2 separate regions of the Sus scrofa genome follow, and region 1 is linked to region 2. The links are chromatin contacts, called in public Hi-C maps. All regions are on one chromosome and are shown on one strand. The core of a region is the stretch at or near the end of the contact, and the rest is flanking DNA. Distances in the headings are between cores, read along the strand shown.

What was found. Hi-C and Micro-C count contacts between places; a contact is called where the count stands out from the background.
Region 1: a contact with region 2 is called in a Hi-C map of liver, with 2.6 times the contacts expected there. The contact joins the promoter of CRCP here to the promoter of GUSB in region 2. A contact is called at or near these places in 8 of 47 Hi-C or Micro-C datasets (brain, embryonic fibroblasts, fetal heart ventricle and 3 more) and 2 of 2 datasets of contacts at active chromatin or transcription factors (alveolar macrophages and skeletal muscle).

The regions. Positions count from the first base shown.
Region 1 is chr3:16,620,222-16,626,672 of Sscrofa11.1, forward strand. It overlaps CRCP (DNA-directed RNA polymerase III subunit RPC9), which reads right to left and starts at 1,696. Exons shown (of 7, transcript XR_002342338.1): 1 at 1,563-1,696.
Region 2 is chr3:16,669,768-16,675,885 of Sscrofa11.1, forward strand. GUSB (glucuronidase beta) reads left to right here and starts at 2,304. Exons shown (of 12, transcript NM_001123121.1): 1 at 2,304-2,516; 2 at 4,337-4,522; 3 at 4,825-5,006; 4 at 5,180-5,322; 5 at 5,758-5,945. The coding sequence starts at 2,304.

The DNA.
Region 1 (6,451 bases), core at 446-2,945, 50 kb before region 2:
CCACAGCATGTGGAGGTTCCCAGGCTAGGGGTCTAATCAGAGATGTAGCCACCAGCCTAGGCCAGAGTCCCAGCAACTCAGGATCGGAGCCAAGTCTGCCACCTACACCACAGTTCATGGCAACACCGGATCCCTAACCCACTGAGTTAGGCCAGGGATTGAACCCATAACCTCAAGGTTCCTAGTCGGATTCATTAACCACTGAGCCACAACATCAACTTCCTCGGCCATAAAAAAAAAAAAAAAAAAAAAATCAATGAATAGAAAGTGGAGTTCCCATGGTGGCTCAGCATAAACAAACCTAAGATAGAGGATGGCAAAATCAATTTAAGGAGTCAACATTCTATTTTAATAGAAGAGACTACTAGAGTTACTGTATACAACACTGTCTCAGGAAGCTTTCACTTCAGATACATATACGTATTGTGGTTTTTTGGGTTTTTTTGGGTTTTTTTTGTCTTTTTGGCATTTCTTGGGCTGCTCTCACTGCACATGGAGGTTCCCAGGCTAGAGGTTGAATCGGAGCTGTAGCCACCGGCCTATGCCAGAGCCACAGCAATGAGGGATCTGAGCCGCGTCTGCAACGTACACCACAGCTCACGGCAATGCCGGATACTTAACCCACTGAGCAAGGCCAGGGATCGAACCCGCAATCTTATGGTTCCTAGTCGGATTCTTTAACGAGCGCCACGACGGGAACTCCAACTGCGTGTGTGTGTGTGTGTTTAAGTCTGCAAAACAGTACATATAAACGTGAAACATGAAGTAAAAGAACATAAAGGAAAATGTCAGGATTAAACAATCAGAGTTCCTGTCCTAGCTCAGCTGCAATGAACACGAGAAGTATCCATGAGGATGTGGGTTTGATCCCTGGTCTCTAGCCTGATAACTTCCATAAGCCACACCTGTGGCCCTAAAGAGCAAACAAAACATAAACATGTTGCCAAAGAGAACGCAACATAGGTATAAAAATCCACATACAAAGTAGCTGCAAAAACTTCCCTCTGCACGCAGTACAAGGAGCAAACATGGAAAAGCCGATGTGGAGTTACAATTGTTAGAATGGCTTCTACTCCTAGCCCCCCACCCCAACCCCACACGGCTACCTGCTTCTTAACTACTTTGCAGAGCACCTCCTCTGAATCCGGGCTCCCCAGAAGCCCACTGCTCCTAAGCAAAACTCTACTCCAGCATTTCCCCACCTCTCCTCCAGGTACTTCCAGGCCGGACCCAGGGTTTAATAAGTCCCTGCTCTCATACCCAGCTCCCCACCGCGACCTGGCGACGCTGTTGAGTGCGTGAGGGAGGGAACAGACACCTGGCACCCCTAAAGGCAGCCGGGCCAAGTGGCCCTCGCCCCACGTCCTGAGCACGCGGTGGGAGAGGGGGCGAAGGTTCAGAAGGCCGGAGGGAGAGTCCCTTCCTAGCCTCCTGGCCCGCCGCCCTCCCCGCCCGCCCGGACGAGGAATCGCCCCCGGCCCACATCTCCCGGCTCCCAGGAATTAGCCGTCCCCAGCTCTGAGCGTCGCCCTTGAGCCGACGACGCGCCCCGGGCGGCTTACACTTCCATGTCGTCCCCGCCTCGTCGCCTTCGGCCGGACACAGACCCTCACCGCCCATCCGCTGCTCTCGCCGCCCGAGCAAAGCGCCCGGAAACCGACTCCGCGGACCGCGGTGCACGCCGGGATCGCCGCGCTGCATGCCGGGATCCTGGAGGACCCCCGTGGGGCCGGGGGCGTTGCTGGCTCGTCTTCCCGACCCGTCTCTGCGCTCTTGGTCCGACCTCAGGCTGTCAAACGTTTGCAGACGGATTTAGCTCACGTTTTCGTGGTCTAGGGTATATCCAAGTATTAATCCAAAGATGTAATCGGATTCGTAGGCATTTGCAGCGTTAAAATCCCACCCCTTGGATAGTAGCGATGGCAAGGGGCGAGGTGGCCTTGGGCTGCTGGACATGCTCTCTTTCAGGATCTGGACGCCGAGTAGGTGGTGCTTCTGAAAATTCGGTGGGCTGTAGCTTATGTGCACATTTCTGTATGTGTGTTATAATGGAATAAAACGTTCTAAAAGGTGAAAAAAAATCTCAGACTCCCTTCTCCCTGTTCCCATTCTTCACTATTTGTCAGAAAATTATGAAGAGACTTCTTGACAGTCTCTGATCTGGCCTTTCTAAGAATTTGCCCAAATGGAATCATCAGATGCTTGACGAAAGATCAACGTGTAATGATAATTTTGCTGGGAGATAGCCTACATACCCAACAATGGAAAATTGATAAATCGTGTTTCAGCCATACAGTATGCAGTACGATATATGTGGCCCAAGTAATCTTGTAGCATATTTGATATGCTGGGGAAATGCTCAAGACAGATTTTTTTTTTAAGATGGAAAATGATGTGTTGTGACTCTAATAATCTAAAGAAAAATAATGCATAGGGGAAAAAAGACCTCAGGGTAAGGGTGATACAGCCACCTAATCTATGAAATTTTGTGTCTTAAAAAAAAAAAAAAAAAAAAAGAGTTCCTGTTGTGGCTCAGCAGTTAACAAACCCGACTAGCATCTATGAGGACTCAGGCTCTATCCCTGGCCTCACTCAGTGGGTTAAGGATCCAGTGTTGCCATGAGCTGTGGTGTAGGTCACAGACACGGCTCTGGCGTAGGCAGGATGTTACAGCTCCTATTCGACCCCCTAGCCTGGGAACCTCAAATGCTGCAGACACAGCCCTAAAAAGACAAAAAGGAAAAAAAAAAGTGGAAGGCTGATGTCTATTTTCTTCTGAATTTTTAGTATGTTTGAAGTATTTGGAAGGAAATATGCCAAAAATTAAAAATGGCTGGTGTCTTTAGGTGATGAATCAATTGCTAATTTTTCCACTTTTTTATAATTATATCAGTTATCATTTACTAAACACTGTCTCCTTGATAAGCGTTTTGTTATTCCCTGATATTAACAGTTGACAATGCAGGCTTTGCAGGCAGCCTCTGATTCTGTTTATCTCCATCAGTTTATTAGGGGTTGTTTGACCTTGGGAGATTACTTAACCTCTCCTAACCTCAATTCACTAATCTATAAATCATAGGTCCGTTATGTATCTACATAGTAAATGCTCGACGAATATTAGTTACTGTGACAGTACAACCATGTTACTCTATGAGGTAGATTCCTTTGTCACTCAAATTTTACTACTGAAGAGACTGAGGCAGGCTTGTTTTTTGAATTGTACACTTTGAATGGGTGAATTGTATGGTATCTGATGATTTAAATATCAATAAAGCTGTTAAAATATTTTTAATGGATATTTGCCTATGGGGATTGCTTTGGAAGAGAAGTGAGGGGAATTTACACATTCAGAATTTTAATTTTTTTTCAGTTTATGTGTTATTTTTAAACTACGAAAATATTTTTTTATTTTTATTAATTAATTTTTTTTGGTCTTTTGTCTTTTTAGGGCCACGCTTGCGGCATATGGAGGTTCCCAGGCTAGGGGTCCAATCGGAGCTGTAGCCACCGGCCTACGCCACAGCCACAGCAACACCAGATCCAAGCTGCGTCTGTGGCCTACACCACAGCTCATGGCAATGCCAGATCCTTAACCCACTGAGCAAGGCCAGGGATCAAATCCGCAACTTCACGGTTCCTAGTCGGATTGGTTAACCACTGAGCCATGACAGGAACTCCCAAAAATATTTTTTTAAACAACTAATTTTCATTAAGAATCACAGGAGTTCTTGGAATTCCTGCCATGACACAGTGGGTTAAGAACCTGACTGCAGCAGCTCAGGTCGCTGTGAAGGTATGAGTTGCATTCCTGGCTGGGGAAGTGGGTTAAAGGATCTGGTGTTGAAGTTCCCATTTGTGGCTCAGCAGTAACGAACCCCAGTAGTATCCATGAGAGTAGAGGTTCAATCCCTGGCCCTACTTGGTAGGTTAAGGATCCAGCGTTGCTGTGAGCTTCGTTGTAGGTTGAAGACACGGCCCAGATCTTGCGTTGCTGTGGCTGTGGCTATGGCCCGCAGCTGCAGCTCCGATTCAGCCCCTAGCCTGGGAACTTCCACATGCCATGAGCTCGGCCAGATAGATAGATAGATAAAACTGAAAAAAAAAAAATCAACATGTAAATAAAATGCCAACCCAGACCCAGCTGGCCTGATTCAGGTGGAGGGTCCCCTGGACCTCCCTGGAGCAGGGCAGGGCCCTCAAAGAAGTCCTAAAGATGCCCATTGCATTCATTATTCACTCAGCAAACATGCCTGCTGGCCCGTCTGGTGCTGATGATACAAGTGTGAATAATACACATCTCCCGCCCTGCCTGGTTGACAGCCTAGTTGGGGAACCAGCTCTGGACGTCAATAACTACAACGTGCTGTGCTTGGGAGCTGCAGAGAAGAAGCGTGAATGACTAATGAGGTGGAGAAGCGTCCCAAAGCCAGGGCCTTTTGAGATGGGTGCGGGGAGGGACGCACACGGCCAAGGCTTCACAGAAGAGAGGGGGTGCCTCTGAGGGCCCCGTGATAAAATGGCTAAGCTGCACATTCTCCAAGGGACGCTACCCTGAGACTTTGGGGGCCGTATGCTGCCACCCAACCTATCTCATGGAGGCAGCAAAGTAGTCAAGAAAGCTGCCCAGAAGGAGCCTGCACAGTGAAGCGGGGCCAGTCCACAGCCGAAACTCCTGCCTGGCCTGTCCCCACTCAGGGCTACCCTGCAGCGTTCCTAAACTGAAGCTACCTAATGAGTCTCTGTTCTTTGCCACTCAAAACACACAATTCCAGAAAATGGCTTTTTTTCCCTTAACAGCAGGCATTTTTTAGGCAGAGGTATTAAATATTTACAAAGGGTCAGAGCATGAGCAAAGCCGGTATGTCCTCCAAGTGGAAATGTCCTGTTGAACAGTGAACCTCCTCCTCCTCCTCCTCCTCCTCCTCCTCCTCCTCCTCCTCCCCTCCCCTCCCCTTCTTTCCCCCCACCCTCAGAGCCTAGAAGGAAATTGGCAGATAGAGCCTTTGAAGGTATAAACAGAGATTCAAATCTTTAGTCACCCAGGGAGTTCCCTTGTGGCACAGTGGGCTAAAGATCCAGCATTGTCACTGCAGTGCCTAGGGTCAATGCTGTGGCAAAGGTTCACTCCCTGTCCCCAGAGCTTCCATGTGCCGTAGACGAGGGAAAAAAAGAAAAGTCACCCAGGAGTTCCCATCGTGGCTCAGTGGTTGACAAATCCGACTAGGAACCATGAGGTTGTGGGTTCAATCCCTGGCCTTGCTCGGTGGGTTAAGGATCCGGCGTTGCCATGAGCTGAGGTGTAGGTCGCAGACGCAGCTCGGATCTGGTGTTGCTGTGGCTGTGGTGTAGGCCGGCTGCTACAGCTCCGATTTGATCCCTAGCCTGGGAACCTCCATATGCCGAGGGAGTGGCCCTAGAAAAGGCAAAAAGGCAAAAAGCCAAAAATAAAAAATAAAAAAAACTAAAAAAAATAAAGAAAAGTCACCCAGGGAAAGTCTGGTAAGACCTGCTGGGTGCTTACCAGCTGCCAGAGAGTTGATCTAAGCTGTCATGTGTGTAGAGTCATTAAATCCTCAGGAAATCCGCATGGGGATGGGGCCAGGTGCTGCAGTGGCATGCTCACCTTGACTTACCCCAAGGGCTTCTCAGGGCTACGCAAGCTCTGTGATCAGCCCATTTCACAGAGAGGAAAGTGAAGCTCAGAGACGAGGTAGGAAGTGTCAGAGCCAGGGTTCTCGGGCTTCTCGGGCCGACTCCAACCTTACCCCTCTCCCACCTGTTCTGCACTAGACCCTTCCTAGATCCCTTTGATGCACCACGGTGGTAATTTCAGGGGTGAGAGGCCAGACAAGGTTTCCACTCTTCTGAGGCAGATAAATCCTGTCTAGTGCTCCGCCGCAGCTGAAAATGACTCGCATCCATCTGAAGGGTCCTGGACCCCCAGAGGGGCAACGAGAATGGACACAGAAGGTTTGCCTATGTTCAAGGTCCACCAACAAAGTAGAGTGGGGTTGGGGGTCCCTTTTTTCCACCCCAGGGGCAGGATTTGTAGACCCTTGGTGACATCCATTGCTGGGTTGTATTCCTGGGGACACACGGGGATAAGGCAGTCGAATTTGGTGGTTACAGATGTGGGCTCTCAAGCCTGACAGTCTGAGTCAAATCCAGGCTCTATCACTCACTAGCTGTGTGATCTTAGGTAAGTTTGTTAACCTTTCTACGGCTTCGTTTACTCATCTGTAAATAGCAATAGCAGTACTTACTTTACCGGTGCTTAATATAGCACCTGACAAATGGAAAGTGTGGGGAGAAATGTTAACTATTATCCTGCCACACATCCAAAGCAAGGAAATGAGATTTTGAATAAAGCTTCAAGAATACAATGATAGGCGTTCCTGCTGTGGCTCAGCAGTAATGAACTCGACCAGTATCCATGAAGATGTGGTTCAAT
Region 2 (6,118 bases), core at 1,054-3,553:
CGAATCCGACTAGGAACCATGAGGTTGCGGGTTCGGTCCCTGCCCTTGCTCAGTGGGTTAACGATCCGGCGTTGCCGTGAGCTGTGGTGTAGGTTGCAGACGCGGCTCGGATCCTGCGTTGCTGTGGCTCTGGCGTAGGCCAGTGGCTACAGCTCCGATTCGACCCCTAGCCTGGGAACCTCCATATGCCTCGGGAGCGGCCCAAAGAAATAGCAAAAAAAAAAAAAAAAGACTGTGCTGAGGACTTTGGATTTATTCTCAAGGAGGTGGGGACCTGCTCATTCCTCCTTTCCACCCCCAATGTGGGGTGTCTTGGGGCCCATCTTCGAATCGGTTCTCCACCTGCCCTCATTTCTTTAGTGACCTCATCCATTCTCACTGCTGACCACGTCCACATTTTTCTCTCCAGAACCATAGGTTTGTACAAGGTGGCAGAATTAGGGGGTAAGGAAACTGGCAGACGGAATTTAACAGGGTCTGGTTGTCAGGTTCCTACAATGGGAAACCAAGTTTTACTGGATCTTGACCAAGAAAAAATTTTGACCAGCAGAAAATCAACTTGTACCAAATACATACAGATTGACTTGCAAATGGAAAATCAATTTATTAATTTATCGAAGCAGATCAACACCTATTTATTTTTTGCCTGTTTGCTTCTTTTAAATACCTGCTTTTTTTTTCTGGAAAGTTTCTTTTTTTTATTTTTTGGCCTCATCAGCACGTGGAAGTGCCCAGGCCAAGGCATGAACCCACCCTACAGCAGTAACCAGAGCAACAGCAGTGACACCACTGCAGCTTTAACCCGCTGAGCCACCAGTGAACTCCTGCTGTTTTTCTTTTCTTCTTTTTTCCTCTCTCTTATTTCTTTTACAGAAGTGCTCAGGCCAGGGGGACTGAATCCAGGAAGCAGCAGCTGTGGCAGATCCTTTAACCCACGGCTGCCAGGCCAGGAATGGAACCCTGCCTCCTCAGCCACCCAGCCCCTGCAGTCAGATTCTTAACCCACTGTGCCACAGCAGAACTCCCTCCTCTTGTCTCCTTTTGTTTTTTCATTTTTGGTTGCCCCGAGGAATACGGATATCTGGGGCTAGGGATCAGATCTGAGCCTTAGTGAGGACCTAAGCCCCAGCTGCGATAATGCAGGATCCTTAATCCACCCTGTCCAGCATGGAATCTGCGACCCAGCGCTCCCAAGACACTGCTGATCCCATTGCGCCACATCAGGAACTCCCCTCCTGCTGTTTTGAAAAGTTTCACTGGTGTCACTCTGATTATAAAAATAATGCATTGTTCACTATAGAAAGTTTCAACAATTCAGAAAATTATGGGGAATAAAATGGAAATCATCTATAACACTGACAATGACACTTCACATTTGTCTCTTTCTATTTCTGTGTGGATATAACTTTAGCAATACTGGGATCAAACTATATATACTTTTGTATCCTACTTTTGTTTATTTTTATATTGTAAGCATCCAGGGGGGTAAAAACCTTTAGACCTTGTCAGTTCTTACAATATATTTATTTTTACTATCCCGGGAAATACTTTGTTTACAATACCAAGGTCCATTAACAGAAGATTGCTTTGGTGACCGTGAAATCTGAGTAAAACGTAATACCTTGAAAATCAGGTAATTGTACGGAACAACTGGATCCAGGCTGCGTTACTAGCATCATAGACGCCCTCTCCTCACATTCTTTAAGTGGCCGCTATGCCGGGTACGGGTCCGCGGCCCCGGTGACCGAAGGTGGAGGTCCAGGGTCAAGGCTAGGGCCGGGCCACCACGCAGGGCAGACGTCACGAGGCATGGTGAGGCTTCGCCTGAGCTCACCAGTGTCCCGCAGGCATAAGCGAGTGGACGTGGCCCAGGTAGGCCTTCTAGACGCAAAGGGCGAACCTGACTCCCCGGGGTCCTGTTCCAGCGCCTGGTCCGGCCTCCCTGAGCGCGAGCCGGGGAGGGGGAAGGCGGGGGCAGGCAGTGACCCTGCAGACTAGGAGCCGCTAAGCTTCTCTTTTCGGGGCAGGGGCTGGGGCTCGGGCTCCCGGCGGGCCCTCCCCGCGTCGCCGACCTCGCGCAGGAAGGCGGGCGGGATGCCGCCTCCCGGGCACCGGCCTCTCCGAGGCCTACCCGCCCCGCCCCGCAATCGCCCCGCCCCGCCCCTCAATCGCCTTCAGTCAAGATGGCCCCTCCCGGGCGGGGGAAGGGGGACACGTGACTCACGCCCCGCCCCCGCCCCCGCCTCCCGTGCTTGGGGCTCCGGGCGTGGGGAGGCTGGCAGCTACCTGCCCGCTGGGCAATCATGGTCCGGGGTCCGGCGGGCGCCTGGGCCGTGCTCGGCCCGCTGCTCTGGGGCTGCGGGCTGGCGCTGCTGCAGGGCGGGATGCTCTACCCCCAGGAGAGCCGATCGCGGGAGCGCAAGGAGTTGAATGGCCTCTGGAGTTTCCGCGCCGACTTCTCCGACAACCGGCGCCAGGGCTTCGAGCAGCAGTGGTACCGGAAGCCGCTGCGGGAGGTGCGAGATGCGGGGACGGGGCACGGGGTCAGAGCAGGGAAACTCCTGGAAGTCAGGTGGGGGTATGGGGCGCCTTCCCATGTGCCCTCGGAACTGCTGGCCAAGAGGAGGTTAAAGGCGAACGGGCTTAGGGGGCTTTGGGTCGGCTCACCGGAGGGACCGGGAAGGAGGAAATGGGTGGGCCCGACGCTGCTGGGGGAAGTGGAACCCGAGCCGTGTCCGCATGGAGCAGGGGCGGGTGGCTGCATAGAAGCAGGAGGGGAGGCTTTGGGTATCTTAGGGCCAGCTCTGCCCTGGCAGGAAGGACCTTGGGTTCCAAGGTTCAGGCAGAGGACGGGGCTTGGCAGCCAGCCAGCCAAGGACCCCCCTCTAGTCTCCCTTAAGACTTGGTTTGAGTGGGGCAAGCCTGTGTGCCCATCTTTCGCTCGCCTTTCTTAGATCCCCTTTTTTAGTCTTTGCCGCCCAGGCTTCATCAGCAGAGGAAGAAAGGGGCGGGGGCTGGGGCCAGGCATGTGCCGCACTCACAGTTTCCTCAGCGGAGCAGCTCCGGTACCCCTGCCAGCCTTCCTCCCTGGGGCAGTCGGTTGATCACCTTCCTCTTAGTCAGAGTCTTGTCTCTTTAGATCCTCTTTACCCCAGACTGGTTGTGGCCCTGGGTGCAACTCTTTCCATGGAGACCTTGGTGCCCTGGGCTCTGCCACCAGAGCTTGGATACAAACCATCTGAGCAGCTGATCTCATCAGCACGGTTATCCACCCCTTCAGCCAATGTGTATTAAGTCCCTGCTATATGGCAGGGCTGGTGCCAGACTCTGGGCATACAGCTGTGAGGGACAGGAGATTCTTGCTGCTTTGGTGGTGGGTTTTTTTGGCCACACCCACAGCATGTGGAAGTTCCTGGGCCAGGGATGGAACCCCAGCCACAGCAGTCCCTGCAGGGACAAGGGGGGGAATCTGTAATCCCCAGGGCCACAATTCTGTCTTTGTTGATGGTCACATGCCCCACATATGTATGTCCTCAGGAAACTCTTCCCCAGGCTGCTCCCAGACTCACAGAGCTATTTGCCTCACTCCTGCCTTGCCTTCTACCTGAGATGTTCAAAGGTCTGGAGGTTCAAGGATTCCCCGCAGGGCTCAGGTTCACCTAGTTCTGCCAGGGTGTCTAGAGTTCATATCCTATGGGCCCTGGCCCCCAAAGGCCTCCCCTGAGCCCTAAGAGTCCCCCTGCCACTCTCCACACTCTTCAGTAGAGCTGATCGCCTGACAGCAGAGGCCTTGTTCACTGTTTTATGCTCAGCGTCTAAAACAGGAACACGTAGGAGTTCCCGTTATGGCTCAGCAGAAACAAATCTGACTAGCATCCATGAGGACGCAGGTTCGATCCCTGGCCTCACTCAGTGGGTTAAGGATCCCTCGGTGCCATGAGCTGTGTGTAGGCCACAGATGCAGCTCAGATCTGGCGTTGCTGTGGCGGTGGTGTAGGCCAGAGGCTCTGATTCGATCTGTAGCCTGGGAACCTCCAAATGCCACAGGTGTACCCCTAAAAAGACACAATAAAAAAATAAAAATAAAACAGCATGTAGTATGTTCTCTATACGCCGTTGAGTGAGTTTGTTCCTGGGTCTACTTCATGGAGTTGTGAAAATTAAATGAGTCCATAAAAGACATGGGTCAGTCGCTGACAAAGAAGAGTGGTGGGTGGCCTGGAATCTGGGAAAGGTCGTTTTGTCCAGCCTTCTTCCTACAGGCAAGGCCACTGGGGGACCTGACCCCCTAGATTCCTACGTGGTCTAGACCTGACGCCAGCCCTTGTTTCTGCAGTCGGGCCCCACCCTGGACATGCCGGTTCCCTCCAGCTTCAACGACATAAGCCAGGACGGACGGCTGCGGAGCTTTATCGGCTGGGTGTGGTATGAACGGGAGGCCATCCTGCCCCAGCGATGGACCCAGGACCTGGGCACCAGAGTGGTGCTGAGGATCAGCAGTGCCCACTACTACGCCATTGTGGTGAGTGCAGCAAGCAGCAGGCGGGGGGCGAGCAGACAGGCACGGCCCCTGGGCACGCATGTGGCTGCCTTGGGGTGCCTGGCTCCCAGCTGTCACGTGACAGCCTGCTTCCTAGGGAGGGGTGGGGGAGGCACTGGGGTTCGTGGCCTGGGTTGGGAGGGTTGCCTCATCTCTCCCCTTGAAGCTCCATTCCTCTCCTGAGGCAGGTGGCAGGATCCTCAGCCCCACCCTGTGCTGCCCTTCTATGTGAGGGGGCACCTGAGACAGCAGGGCCCCCTCCTCATGTCTCCCTGTGTCTGCAGTGGGTGAATGGAGTCCATGTGACAGAGCACGAAGGGGGCCACCTCCCCTTCGAGGCCGACATCAGCAAGCTGGTCCAGACTGGGCCCCTGTCCTCCTGCCGCATCACCATCGCCATCAACAACACGCTGTCCCCCCACACCCTGCCGCCAGGGACCATTCTCTATAAGACGGACACCTCCAAGTGAGCAGCACCTTGTCCCCATCCCCGTCCCCCACTCCCCTCCCTGCCCAATCGTCTCCCCGCCAGGGGCAGGGTGGCCTTAACCAAGGTGGGGCCCTGGCCCTGGGAGGCCAGGGAGGCATGTAATCTGAGCTCCAAGGACCCAGGGCCAGGCCACTGTCCTCCCACCTTAGGTACCCCAAGGGTTACTTTGTCCAGAACACGAACTTTGACTTCTTCAACTACGCGGGACTGCATCGGCCCGTGCTCCTCTACACCACGCCTACCGCCTACATCGATGACATCACCGTCACCACCGACGTGGACCAGGACACAGGTGAGGCTCCTGCAGGATCTGCCCTCCGCCGGGCCCCACGTGGCTTTGTTCCCTGTTTGGAAAGATCCCCCAGCAGAAGGGCTCTGCTGGCACCTCTTAACTCTCGCAGGTTGCCATCCATCTCAGAAGTTGAAATCCAGCCTGTCTGAGCTGGTAGGGGCCTCAATCACCCGTCTGCCCAGACTTCATGTGGGGAGGAGGTGAGGCCCCATGAGATGTGGGGCTTGCCTGCAACCGTAGCTCGGGACACCTGAGAACCCCCTGACCCGTCCCCGCTGTGCCGCCCACCCTCCATCTCCCCACACTGCCGACAGAGCTCAAGAAATAAACAGCAGTTGACTGGGGACTCCTCAGAGTCCAGGTGCTCCCATCCGTCTGGTCCCAGGTCACATCCATTCCTCTTCTCTCTTGTCTGCTCTCTCTTGTCTCCTGCAGGACTGGTGAATTACCAGATTTTTGTCCAGGGCAGTGACCACTTCCAGCTGGAAGTGCACCTTCTGGATGAGGAAGGCAGGGTGGTGGCCAAGGGGACGGGGGGCCAGGGCCAGCTGCAGGTGCCCAGTGCCCATCTCTGGTGGCCGTACCTGATGCACGAGCGCCCTGCCTACCTGTACTCGTTGGAGGTAATGGCGTCGAGCACTGGGGCTGGGGGAGGCCTTTTGTATCCATCCAGCAGCCCTGGCTTCAGCAGGGGTGCCGGACAGGTGGGTAGGCAGCCGAGGTCCTTTGAGCTTCCGAGCCCATCAGGTGGAAGAGTCCCCTGATTTTTTCAGCTGTTGGTGGGGAGGCCCAGTTT